2 separate regions of the Sus scrofa genome follow, and region 1 is linked to region 2. A link is a contact called in public Hi-C data. All regions are on one chromosome and are shown on one strand. The core of a region is the stretch at or near the end of the contact, and the rest is flanking DNA. Distances in the headings are between cores, read along the strand shown.

The links. A called contact is a pair of places that touch in the nucleus more often than the background predicts.
Region 1: a Hi-C map of liver shows a contact between it and region 2, with 7 times the contacts expected there. The contact joins two enhancer-like sites. A contact is called at or near these places in 1 of 47 Hi-C or Micro-C datasets (liver) and 2 of 2 datasets of contacts at active chromatin or transcription factors (alveolar macrophages and skeletal muscle).

The regions. Positions count from the first base shown.
Region 1 is chr13:202,693,362-202,699,630 of Sscrofa11.1, reverse strand. No RefSeq gene overlaps it. Among named protein-coding and RNA genes, the nearest start is that of PSMG1, 79 kb to the left of the region's middle. Within about 2 kb of position 4,275, at least 27 of the 83 cell types and tissues checked have an H3K27ac peak or open chromatin away from gene starts, as enhancers often do. A contact at or near this core is called in alveolar macrophages, liver and skeletal muscle, where this site is marked.
Region 2 is chr13:202,372,924-202,379,028 of Sscrofa11.1, reverse strand. No RefSeq gene overlaps it. Among named protein-coding and RNA genes, the nearest start is that of ETS2, 88 kb to the left of the region's middle. Within about 2 kb of position 2,913, at least 33 of the 83 cell types and tissues checked have an H3K27ac peak or open chromatin away from gene starts, as enhancers often do. A contact at or near this core is called in alveolar macrophages, liver and skeletal muscle, where this site is marked.

The DNA.
Region 1 (6,269 bases), core at 3,026-5,525, 320 kb before region 2:
CACTGTTTTCCCAGCCTGATACAAAATCATCCTTAATAAATATTTCTGGAAGGAACAAATCTGCCGAGGCCAGCTCAGCAGGATGGGGCTGAAGAACGGGTGGTGTGGAACTTAAGGAAAAAAGTTAACATAAAACGAGACGAGTTCCTGTCGTGGCGCAGTGGTTAACGAATCCGACTAGGAACCATGAGGTTGCGGGTTCGGTCCCTGCCCTTGCTCAGTGGGTTAAGGATCCGGCATTGCTGTGAGCTGTGGTGTAGGTCGCAGACGTGGCTCGGATCCCGCGTTGCTGTGGCTCTGGCGCAGGCCGTCAGCTACAGCTCCAATTCGACCCCTAGCCTGGGAACCTCCATATGCCGCAGGAGCGGCCCAAAGAAATAGCAAAAAAACCCAAAAAACAAACAAACAAAAAAACGAGACACAGAGACATTTATCTTAAGTAAAGGTGGGAACCGGGGGACGCAAGGTCTCAGGGACCAAGAGCCCTGCCTCCAGAAACCACACTGCTTTTATTGTGCTCTTTAGATGAGATCCAGTGAGGAGTGGCTATGGGTGGATGATATAGGGTTTGTTTACTATTGTTTAAGTTCTTTTACTATTTTAAAAGCCACTTAGCTGGTGAAAGGTTAAGCTCTTCTTAAGCTTAAGTCATTTACCAGCACCGTGACTGTTTTTAAAGTAAAGAAGGACAAGATGGAGTTTTCAAAGAAACATGTCTTGCGACACAAATCCCTTTGATTGCAGGCGTGAGGGGGAGCTTCTGTTATGAGCGTGGTGTTGTATAAGGTGATGATAAAAAGTGCTCCATCAAGACCCCTGCCCTCCCCCTGGAGCTCTGGGGCTGGAGCGCCGTCCCAGGACTGGAAGCACCCGAGTGGGAGAACTGCAGTAGAGCTTGAGGTCAGAATCCCAACTCCGGGCTCTGATCCAGACACCTCTTTTTTAAACACTGAGCTATCGTTGATGTATTGCGTGAGACTAAGGTATACCACAGGTAGATCTGATACATCTGTGTTGCCATACGATCCCCATGGAAGCATTAGCTAACAGCTCCATCACATTCTGTAATTGTCATTTCTTCTTGTGCCATCACCTCCTAAGTCTCGGTTCCACACCTGAAAAGAGGAGGTGAGAGCAGGGGCTGCCCTGTGGGTGGTCAGGTCAAAGAAGATGATATTTGGGGAATACTTAGAGCACACGGCGCGTGGTCAGGGTGACGAGTTGTCCCATTTTCCTGGGATTTCCTGAAGGGCCTGAGATTCCCTGGATGCTAGGGTTAAAATCTTAACAGTTCCAAGCAAGTGGGGGATAAGTTGGCACCCTGTTGGGTGCCCAGCAAGTATTAGCTACTTATACCCTTGGGTAGCATTGCCCACGAAAGGAGGAGGGTGGTGAAGAGGGTGTGAGGCTGCAAAGGCTGAGCTTCAAAGGGAAGGGGCCCTGTGGGATTTTTTTTTTTTTCTGTCTTTTCTAGGGCTGCACCTGTGGCATATGGAGGTTCCCAGGTCAGGGGTCTAATTGGAGCTGTAGCCGCCGGCCTACACCAGAGCCACAGCAACGTGGGATCCGAGCCACGTCTGCGACCTACCCCACAGCTCACGGCAACGCTGGATCCTTAACCCCTGAGTGAGGCCAGGGATTGAACCTAAAACCTCATGATTCCTAGTCAGATTTGTTAACCACTGAGCCACAACAGGACTCCGGGATTTTGATTTTCTTTCTTCCTCCCTCCTTCCTTCTTTCCTTTCTTCTTCTTTCTCTTTCTTTCTTTCTTTCTTTCTTTCTTTCTTTCTTTCTTTCTTTCTTTCTTTCTTTCTTTCTTTCTTTCTTTCTTTCTTTCCTTCTTTCTTTCTTTCTTTCTTTCCTTCTTTCTTCCTTCCTTCCTTCCTTCCTTCCTTCCTTCCTTCCTTTCTGGCTGTACTCCCGGCATATGGAAGTTCCTGGTTCAAGGACTGAATCTGAAAAGCAGCTATATCTCAATAAGATAAATTTTGAAAAACTGCAAAAAAAAAAAAAAAAAAAGGATTGAATCTGAGCTGCAGCTTCCACCTATGCCACAGCTTCAACCTACGCTGCAGCTGTGGTATCACCAGATCCTCTAACCCACTGCACTCCAGGCCAGGGATTGAACCCAAGCCTCTGCAGTGGCCCTAGCTGCTGTGGTTAGGTTCTATCCCACTGTGCCACAATGGGAACTCCCAGGATTTTGATTTTCTTACAATTAACCGAAAAGGATGCCCACCCTTTGTGACCCACTTTAAAATGGAATGCCTCAAGGGAGTTCCCTGGTGGTCTAGTGATTGGGACTCGATTTCACCACTGCGGCCTGGGTTCAATCCCTGGTCTGGGAATTGAGATCCCACATCAAGCCACTGCATGTGACAGCAAAAAGAAAAAATAAAAAGAAAAAAAAAATTGAGCACCTGTAGAAAAATGAAAGGCATAAAGCCCAAACCTCAAGAACCCCAGCATGATGGATGGACGGCTGAGAGGAAGCCCTGGGCGTCACCCTCATGGACCCCGCCTCATCATGGACTTCCCAGGCACCTGCTGGGGATTCTGGGGCATGGGAATTTTCTGTAACAATAGGCTACTTGTAAAATTTTTTTTACAAACCCACAAGCTGTGGGAGCTCTAGGTAAGTGTTGTGAAATCAGGATGCTATTCTGCGGGCTGACATGTCAGGGATTGGTTGCAGTTTCTATCCCCCCCATCCCCACCCACTAGGGCTGTTAGCTGGTGCTGAAAGCCGGAAAAGTCAATATTCTAATTTTTGCTTCCTGAGCAGATGAATCCTGGGTTCCTGAAAGTGCAGGTCTTTTTGGGGTACAAATTGCCCTTGTCCCTCGTGCCTCTTGGAGAGGAAAGACGCAGAGCGGCCCTGGCCTGTAACTATTAGAGCCCCTTTCCTCATTTTTCAATCGATGGTGGAATTTGACTGTTGCCGTTGGAATTGATTTTATGTATCTGTGTCTTCAGGAAATGCATGGACATCTCACTGCTCTCTTTACATAAAATGCTTGTTGATGGACTCTTCTGCTTCTGCTGTCCTGGCCACCGTCCCCAGGCGACACGATGGGGTCATGGAATTGAACCCTCTGCCTTTCCTCTCACTGGCTTCAGGAGTTCCTAAAAGATGCCTTAGAGGGGGGCTTCCAGCTGAATGTCACTGAGAGAAGTTTAGCAAAATATGTGTATGCGTACGTGCATATGTATGTGTGTGTGTGTGTGTGTGTGTGTGTGTGTGTGTGTGTGTATGTGCATGCATGTGAGTGTAACTGGGGAGATTTCTCCAAAGGATACTTAAACCTTTAATATCCACACGCACGCTAACATTTTTGGTTCCAGTCTAGGTGCAAATGCCTGTAGCCGTGTATGTATCCATGCAGGTGTGTGTGTACACATGTATGTGTGGCTGAATCATTTTAACACAATACACTCACCCTACATAGGCTATACATTCTGACATATTCCTTTCTTTCTTTCTTTCTTTCTTTTTTTGCTTCTTATGGCCTCCCCCGCGGCATTTGGAAACCCCCAGGCTAGGGGTTGAATCGGAACTGCAGCTGCCAACCAAAGCCACAGCCACAGCAATGCGGGGTCTGAGTTGCATCTGCGACCTACACTGCAGCTCATGGCAATGCCAGATCCTTAACCCACTGAGCGAGGCCAGGGATCGAACCTGCATGCTCTTGGATACTTGTCAGGTTCTTAACCCACTGAGCCACCATGGGAACTCCCTGACATATTCTATTCCTATTCCATTCTTGTGCCATTTTTATTGGTTGTTGGCTGTGACTGTCTCAGTTGATTTCATGACTTGCTGGTGGGTTGAGATCTTGTACAGATGCTGCTGGAGAACGGGACTTTGCAGGCGTGGGCAGGATGCATTGAGGCTTGGGATGCAACCAAGGAATTCCTGGGGTGGGGTGCGGCGGGGTGGCCTGCTTCTAGTGTTTTCTGCATTGGGGCACCTCCTCTTTCCTTCTGGCCTTGACCTCTGTCTGCCTTTGTTTCCATCAGACTAATTTTTTCCCTTTTAACCTCAGGCCATCAGCCTGATCCCTTGCCCCTACGGCTGCTCTGGTCTCCGCGGGGTCTGCCCTACCTCGCCCTGGCCTGGGTGAGAGGCAGGGGCAGGGGGCACGGTGGCTGGGAGACTTTTGATTGACTGCGGGCGCCTAGCCTCATGGCCACTGCAGATGGTGTGGCTCAGTCGGGCCACTCTAGATCACCGCCCAGCTTGACAGACCAGGAAGCCCTGCCTCCAGCTCACTGACGCACCGCACGTCCAGATCCAGCAGTAAGTAGGGGAAAGGGCAGCCTCTCCAGCCCAGACCTGCCTGGCCCCAGGCTGGGGGTTTTCATCACTGCACTGCCCAGACTCCCTTTGCCTTTTTTGGAGACAAAGGTTTAAGGGAAGAGCCCTGATAATGCCCTTGGAAGGAGGGCCCTCTCTTCATGGGAAACAGAGCCTTAGAATTCAGTCCTCAACTTTGCCGGCCTTAGGGGACTTTCCAGGAAGTCATGGGATGTGAACTTGATTTTGCTTTTAACACCAGGTCTGATAAAGGCTGTAGTCACTGTGCTTTTGTTTGTCGGCAGTTTCCTTGCCTATTCTTTTTTTGGTGGGGGCACGCCCATGGCATGTGGAAGTTCCCAGGCCAGGGATGGAACCTGAGCCACAGCAGCAATCAGAGCCACAGCAGTGACAACACTGGGTCCTTAACTGCAAGGCCACCATGGAACTCCTTCATTGCCTATTCTCTGTGTACCTGTATGTGGTGGGGGTACCTACTGGTATTTGACTGGTTTGGCAGGTGGGGGATCATGCTGGGGAGGTTTGGTATTTCTGAGGAAGCGCAGTGCTGTCCAGCCATCAGATAGGCTGCTCTGTACAGGTCATGAGCTCCTCGTTACTGGAAGCATCCAAACCAAGTTGCCCAAACCTCCTGGAATGCACGGCTTGGAATACCAAGATGTAGCATGGTGCCTGTATTCAATAAGCACTCAGTGAATGCTTGTTGGATGAATGAGTTTCTGAGTGTGGGCACCCCTTCCAGCCCCCTGATGAATCTCAGGGAAGATGGTAGAGAAGGCATTGAGGAACTCATCAATCGATTCGTCAGCCTTTCGTCTTCAAAACCAACCCAGCCAGAGGGTGGCCCAGCTTTCCTCAAATTCAAGTCAGCTGCTTATGTCAGGGCACATCCCAGGGCTTCAGATCAGAAGTTCTCTGATCTGAACTGAAGTTCACAATCAGAAGTTCTCTTTTTTTTTGCCTTGATATTGATTCTTTAAACAAAGGTTTTTATTGAAATACAGTTGACTTACAATGTTGTGTTAGTTTCAAATGCACGAAAGTGAATTGATTATACACACACCCGCACACAAACATGCACACATATACGGGTATATATTTTTTTCTTATAGTCTCTTCTGTTATAGGTCGTTACAAAATACTGAGTGAAGTTCCCAGTGCTGTAGGTAGGTCCTTGTTGGTTATCTGTTGTATATGGTAGTGTGTATATTTTGATCCCAAACTCCTAATTTGCCTCTCTCTTGCTTTCCCCTTTGGTAACTATAAGTTTGTTTTCTATGTCTGTGGGTCTATTTTTGTTTTAAAAATAAGTTCATTTGTATTGTTTTTTTTAGATCTCATCTGCAAGCAATATTATATTTGTCTTTTTCATCTGACTTACTTCACTTAGTATGATAATCTCTAGGTCCATCTATGTTGCTGCAAATGGCATTATTTCTCTCTCTTTTTTTCTTTGCTTTTTAGGGCTGCACCTGTGGCATATGGATGTTCCCCGGCTAGGGGTCTAATTGGAGCTGCAGCTGCCAGCCTGTGCTGCAGCCACAGTAACGTCAGATCTGAGCCACGTCTGCAACCTACCCCACAGCTCATGACAATGCTGGATCCTTAACCCACTGAGTGAAGCCAGGGATCAAACCTGCAACCTCATGGTTCCTAGTCAGGTTCATTTCTACTGTGCCACAACAGGAACTCCTATTTTATTCTTTTTCATGTGTGAGTAATATTCCACAGCATATGTGTACCACATTTTCTTCATTCATTCTTCTGTCGATGGACATTGAATTTGCTTCCATGTCCTTACTATTGTAAACAGTGTTACAATGAACATAGGGATGCATGTATCTTTTTTAATTATAGTTTTGTCTGGATATATGCCCAGGAGTGGGATTGCTATATCATATGGTAATTTCTATTTAGTTTTCTGTTTTCTATACTGAACCTCCATACT
Region 2 (6,105 bases), core at 1,664-4,163:
CGTCAGGAGCTGGCTTTAGATCCTGGCTCCCCTATGTAGTAGGAGTGTAGCCACAAGCAGTTTATTTAGTCTCACTCTTGCTTCCTTTCTTTCCGTCTGTAAAATGGGAACAATAGTCCACCTAAGTAAAATGGCTTTTGTGAGAGTAAATGAATGAATACACATTAAATATTTAGAGATGTCCTTAGCACAAAGTAAATGCTCAGTTAACCTGGTGAAAATTTGACAAGTTTGGAAAAGTCTGATGAAGAAAATACAGTCACCCATTTTCCACCACTCCCAGAACCAGGTAAATAACATTTTGCTTTGATCCTTCCCTATCCATTTTATAACCTATTTGGGGGTGTGCTGTTTATGAAAATGCTCATGGCTTTGTTTCACTTAACATGTCACCAGGACTTATTTTTATTATTTAAATTATTGGTAAGCATTCCGTGCCCCGTACTATGAACCATTTCCCTGTTGTTGGATACTTGGGTTTTTTCCCCAAATATCAAAAAACATTTAAAACAACTTATTTCTACCTTTATTATTTGGAATTATCTCTTGACTATAGAGCTGTTTTATCCTGTTAGTGAAGTAACGAGCATTTTTAAAAACCTTTCAGAACACAATGTATTAGACACGGGAGTGTCGAAACATGGTGGGGATGAAGCTTTTTTATCCCCGTCTTGGGAGGAATGTGATGAGGTATGAGACACGGTAATGGAGTAATAGACATTGAGCACATGTTCTTGGCCCAGAATCTGTCCCAAGTGCTTTACATGTATTAACCTGCAGCTTGACGCCTCCTGGAGAGTGACCGTTACTTTGATTTAAGCGATGCAAAAACTGAGGCACTGAAGAGGTTAGATGACCTGCCCTCGGTCACCCCTCTAATAATCTGCAGTGATGGGATTTGATCCCAGGAAATCTACTTGCAGAAATTGTATTCCCAGCTGGTTAATATACATGGTCTTTATATAGACAGATAAACAGACAGACAGACAGATAGGGAGATAGATGATAGATAGATAGATAGATAGATAGATAGAAAGATAGATAGATAGATAGAAAGAAATACATTTTTTTTTTTTTATGGCCGCACCCACCACATACGAGAGTTCTTGGGCCAGGAATTGAATCCGAGCCTCAGCTGTGACCTACGCCGCAGCTGTGGCAAATGCTAGATCCTTTAACTTGCTGCTCTGGGCCGGGGATCAAAGCCCCGCCTCCACAGTGATCCAAGCTGCTGTGGTCAGATTTTTAACCCACTCTGCCACAGGGGGAACTCCTCTACATGGTCTTTTCATGGGGGGTTTTATTCTAGGTATTTAATCAGGCACATGATTGCTGCTTCCCTTCCCTTCTTTATCTGGAAGAAAATAGGTCAAGCAAATTTTGGTAAACTGATACCTTTTCTGAACCTAGTGGCCAAAGTTTAGACAGGCTTTCATGTAACGAACAATTTAGGCATTTGGTTTTCTGAACGCTAATTTAGAGCTGGATCAGGATATCAGCAGGTTGCTTCCCACCCTATTTTAAATTGGATCATGGTATAACTTTGAGAAAATGACTACATTGTTTTCAAATAAGTCTTTTTTTTTTTTTTTTTCCAACCAACCAAGATCCTGTCCTTCCCAGACGTGAACACATTTGAGCAGCAGGCTTTCCTTCCATGTCTCTGCCTCCTTCTCCAAACTGCACAACAATAGATAACAACCCCACATCTGGATGCACCCTTGGGGGGCCACAGGAGAGTTGAGTTTGGGAGGAGAATCCAAGGGCACAGACATTCCAAGGGTGTTTCCTGGAAAAAAGGTCTTGGTTTTTCCTTCTTACAGAACCCAGCTCCTCCTGGAATGGAGGGCCCCTGTGGGTTGGAAAAAGAAGTTAGAGAAAATTTTTAAGGAACAAGGGACAAAGTGAAATAGAAAATTAGGAAATGATAGAGGATCTGGCTCTCTTTTCTGACTGCAAAATCTGTCTTGAACTTGCGAGTTTCTGGAAGAGGTGCGGGCTATTCCGCTCAATTTGTATCGTGGCTCAGCCTCCTCAAGAGTGGTTATTGCCCTGGAGGATGCTGGCCTTTTTTTTCATTCTTTTTTTTTTTTTTTTTTTATCATTATTCTTGCTTATTGCATCACTGTGAGCCACAGGCCTCTTTGCCCTTCCCTAGGTTTTCTAAGAATTGAAAGAAGTTTTTATAATTATGACATCAATTAGAGGTTATTCAGAAATTGGAAAGGAATCCAAATGTACACATCTCCGGATAGTTTAGTTTATTCTTATAAAGGGCAGGGATGCAGAAAATGCTTTGTTTATTGAGAAAATTCCAGGTTTGGGCAACATTCCATTTTAGAAGTCTTTTCTTGAAAAATATGCAGACTTAAGCTAAATGTACAATCCTAGCTTTTAGGAGCACTTCCTTCCTTAAATTGAACATTCGCCAGCTGCATAGATCACAACTACGGCTGGGATCTGATCCCTGGCCCAGTAACTTCATATGCCACGGGGTGGCCAAAATTTTTTTTTTTAAAAGCGCTTCTGCCTATGTGGCTCTTTTTTCAGGTTTATTTAAATAGAGACGAGAATTAACTGTATTTCAACAGTGATCAGAAAGACAGATTTTTTTTACTTGCAAAAGACAATCATAATTATGTAAGGTAATAAGTCACAGGAAAAATTATCCCCTTGAGTTCATTTGCATATGAAAGGCACACACATTCATTTGAAAAGGCCTCTCATTACACTTGAAAGGCAGAAATGGGGGTTAATGCTAAAATACTGAATTCTAATGACGCTCTCTCCGGCTTTTGTTCCTGGCTTTTACTGCACAGCGGGCCCCAGGCCGCACGCTGGGCCAGAAGCAAGCCAAGCCTCTTACTCCCAAGTCAGGGCCTGGCATTCCTGCCGCCAAGGGGCAGTCGTTTTCATGCAAGCGGTTTCTTTTCCCGCCGCTGCCCCAGCCGCTGGGCTAGGTCCTGGCTGCTCTGGCGTCTCCTTGTATCCAATTGCCAGGTCTCCCTCTGAAGCGCCCACTCAACGTGGGCCCTTTTATTCTCCTTTTTGCAGAGTCCTGTCTTCGCAGCAGCGGAGGCTCACCCAGCATGGCTTCCAGATGCTTCTCCCTTTCGCCCCATCGAGACGTTTCTCACCATCTCAAGTCCGCACCTTCAGGATGCCAGTTTAGAAGCACCATTTGCCTCGCGCGCCACCGTCTGGCCTAAAGGGGAACGACCTCTGCCCGTGGCTGAGGATCAGCTTTGAAAAGGGCTAATGTGGCATTTCTAGTTTTTGTCCAATATCTGTCCTTACCCATTTTCTGTAAAGTGACTGTGATGGATATTCTCGCTTACTAATGAAGGCAGTTTTCCTCTATACATTCCTCTTGCAATAGTTTGGGTTTAGAGATACTGAAATAAGAACCTATACCGTCAACTAAAAATCATATAAATTGCATCATTTATAAAGCAATTTGTGGGCAGGATACAATATGCTTTGGTGTCTTAAAAATGCAGTAACACAATCATGCAGGCAATACTCTTTTCTCACCCATAGTCTCATAGATTGTGTCTACGGCAGGGTAGGTATAAAGGGAAATAGTTCACCCTTCCCGTGGCTCCTGGCATCCCAGCTCCTTGGTGGCCAGGTCACAGTGCTGATTCTACAGACCCAGGTTCCAGAATGAACTGGATTGGAAGGTTTTAAAAAGTGTGTACACCGGATGGCATGTGTGTTTGTGTGTGTGTGCACATGCTTTGTGAGCTGACCCCCTGGGCTGCTAAAAGGAAATTTAGGAATTCTATTTATACTTTTTTTTAATCTCATACTTCAACATTTACATTTTATAATGTACATAAACTTATTAGAACAGTTGTCCTATATCATTTACAAATTAGTATTTTAATTTGGGGGAGGGTCTTTTTTTAGGGGCACACCCATGGGCACATGGAGATTCCCAGGCTAGGGGTCAAATCTGAGCTGCAGTCACCGCCCTATGCCCACAGCCACAGCAACATCAGATCTTAGCCGTGTCTGCAGCCTACATCACAGCCCATGGTAACACAGGATCCCCAACCCACTGAGCAAAGCCAGGGATTGAACCTGCATCCTCATGGATGTTAGTCAGATTTGTTTCGGCCGAGCCACAACAGGAACTCCACAAATTAGTATTTTAAAAGGTATTAAGCACAGCAAAGAAAATCATGGACTTGGAGAATAGACTTGTGGTTGCCAAGGGGAAGGGGGAGGGAGGGGGGTGGTTGGGGAGCTTGGGGTTAATTGATGCAGACTGTTGCCTTTGGAATGGATGAGCAATGAGATCCTGCTGTGTAGCCCTGGGAACTATGTCTAGTCACTTAGGATGGAGCCTGATAATGTGAGAAAATAGAATGTGTACATGTATGTGTAACTCAGTCACCATGCTATACAGTAGAAAAAAAAATGTATTGGGGAAATTAAAAAAATTAAAAGATATTAAAAATACAGAGTAAGAAATGCTTAATTGGAGTTTCCATTGTGGCTCAGGAGGTTAAGAACCTGACATAGTGTCCTTGAGGATGTGGGTTCGATCCCTGGCCTCGATCAGTGGCTGAAGAATCCAGCACTGCCGCAAGCTGCAGCATAGGCCACGGATGCAGCTCTGAGCCAGCGTTGCTGTGGCTGTGATGTAAGCCTCAGCTGCAGCTCCACGTTGACCCCTTCTATGTGCCTTAGGCAGCGCTGAAAAGGAGAGAAGAAAAGTAAAGAGGAAGAAATGATTTGTGGATAAAAGTTTGTGACTAAAATGCATTCACATTTTAAATGCCTAAAAGCGCATTGAACTTAAAGATGGTCTCGGCATGGCCCTAACTGGCACTGCAAGGCAGCATAACAGATGCCCAGGCAGCTGGAATAGGGTCTGGGCTGCAGATGGTTAACCAGCCTCTCCCTCTAGGTGGGGGACCAGAGTGAGGTTAGACTCAAAGGAGATTCGGAATCGGCTTCTGTCAGGCTCATTATGAAACCTGAACGTCATTTCACATCTGTGAGGTTTCTCTTCTGCTAAACTAGTGTGGAAGGAGAATTAGCTCAGCCTTGGACACCAGGTGGGGTGGGTGTGTTGAGAATAATCAGTGATCGGGAGCTTGGGCTCAGCTTAAGGTGTTCACAGTTAAGTCCAACGTTCACTTGAACTGAAGAATGATGTAAAAGTTCAAAATACAAGAGTAAATGGAAAAGATCTGTGGACTAAAAAAAAAACTACAACCTGAAAGTTGAGAGTTAAATTTTGTTTTTTGTGTTTTTTGTGTGTGTGGGTTTTTTTTTTTTTTTTTTTTTTTTTTACCTGTTTAGGGCTGCACCTGTGGCATATGCAGGTTCCCAGGCCGGTCTATACCACAGCCACAGCAACCCTGGATCCGAGCCTTGTTTGTGACCTACACCAAGTCGCAGCTCACGGCAACAACGGATCCTTAATCCACTGAGTGAGGCCAGGTATCAAACCCGCATCGTCATGGATGCCAGTTGGGTTCGTTAACCGCTGAGCCACGACGGGAACTCTGAGAGTTAAGTGTTATTTGGGGTGAAATTAGGACTTAAGCCCGGGAGACAGCATCTCAGGTAGCCCTGAGAAACTGCTCCCAGGAGGCGCGGGGGGAGCTAGGATATAGGAATTTTTGCAACAACGGGGAGATAGTAGGAACAAAAGATTTACAGATACCTGGAGTTGCAGAAGAAGATTTATAGAAAACTGTTTCTCTGGGAAGACACAAAAGTCTGGGCTTATTGGAATCACTCCTTTGATATGCTTTCCCGAGTTCCCTCAGGGCTCCCTGGCCCATCCTTGGGAGTGGCTGTTCGCCAGGTGACCGTGACATCTTTTGTTTTGCCCACGCACCACAGCCCAGGAGGCAGCACCTCAGATAGCTTGGAAATACTTCCCCAAAGAGGAAAGGGGAAAATCAAGATTGAAGTCATAAAGGTGAAGGGGGAGGTGCCTGCAGCCAGGCACACACATTTTGCAGAAGTTTGCTGCTGGCATGGAGGTGACTACGTACGAGTCAAAAGCATCAGTCATCATTGATGGTTTTCGTGTTTTTCTAGATAGGAGGTGATGCAAGAATCGGGCTCATAAAATCTTCT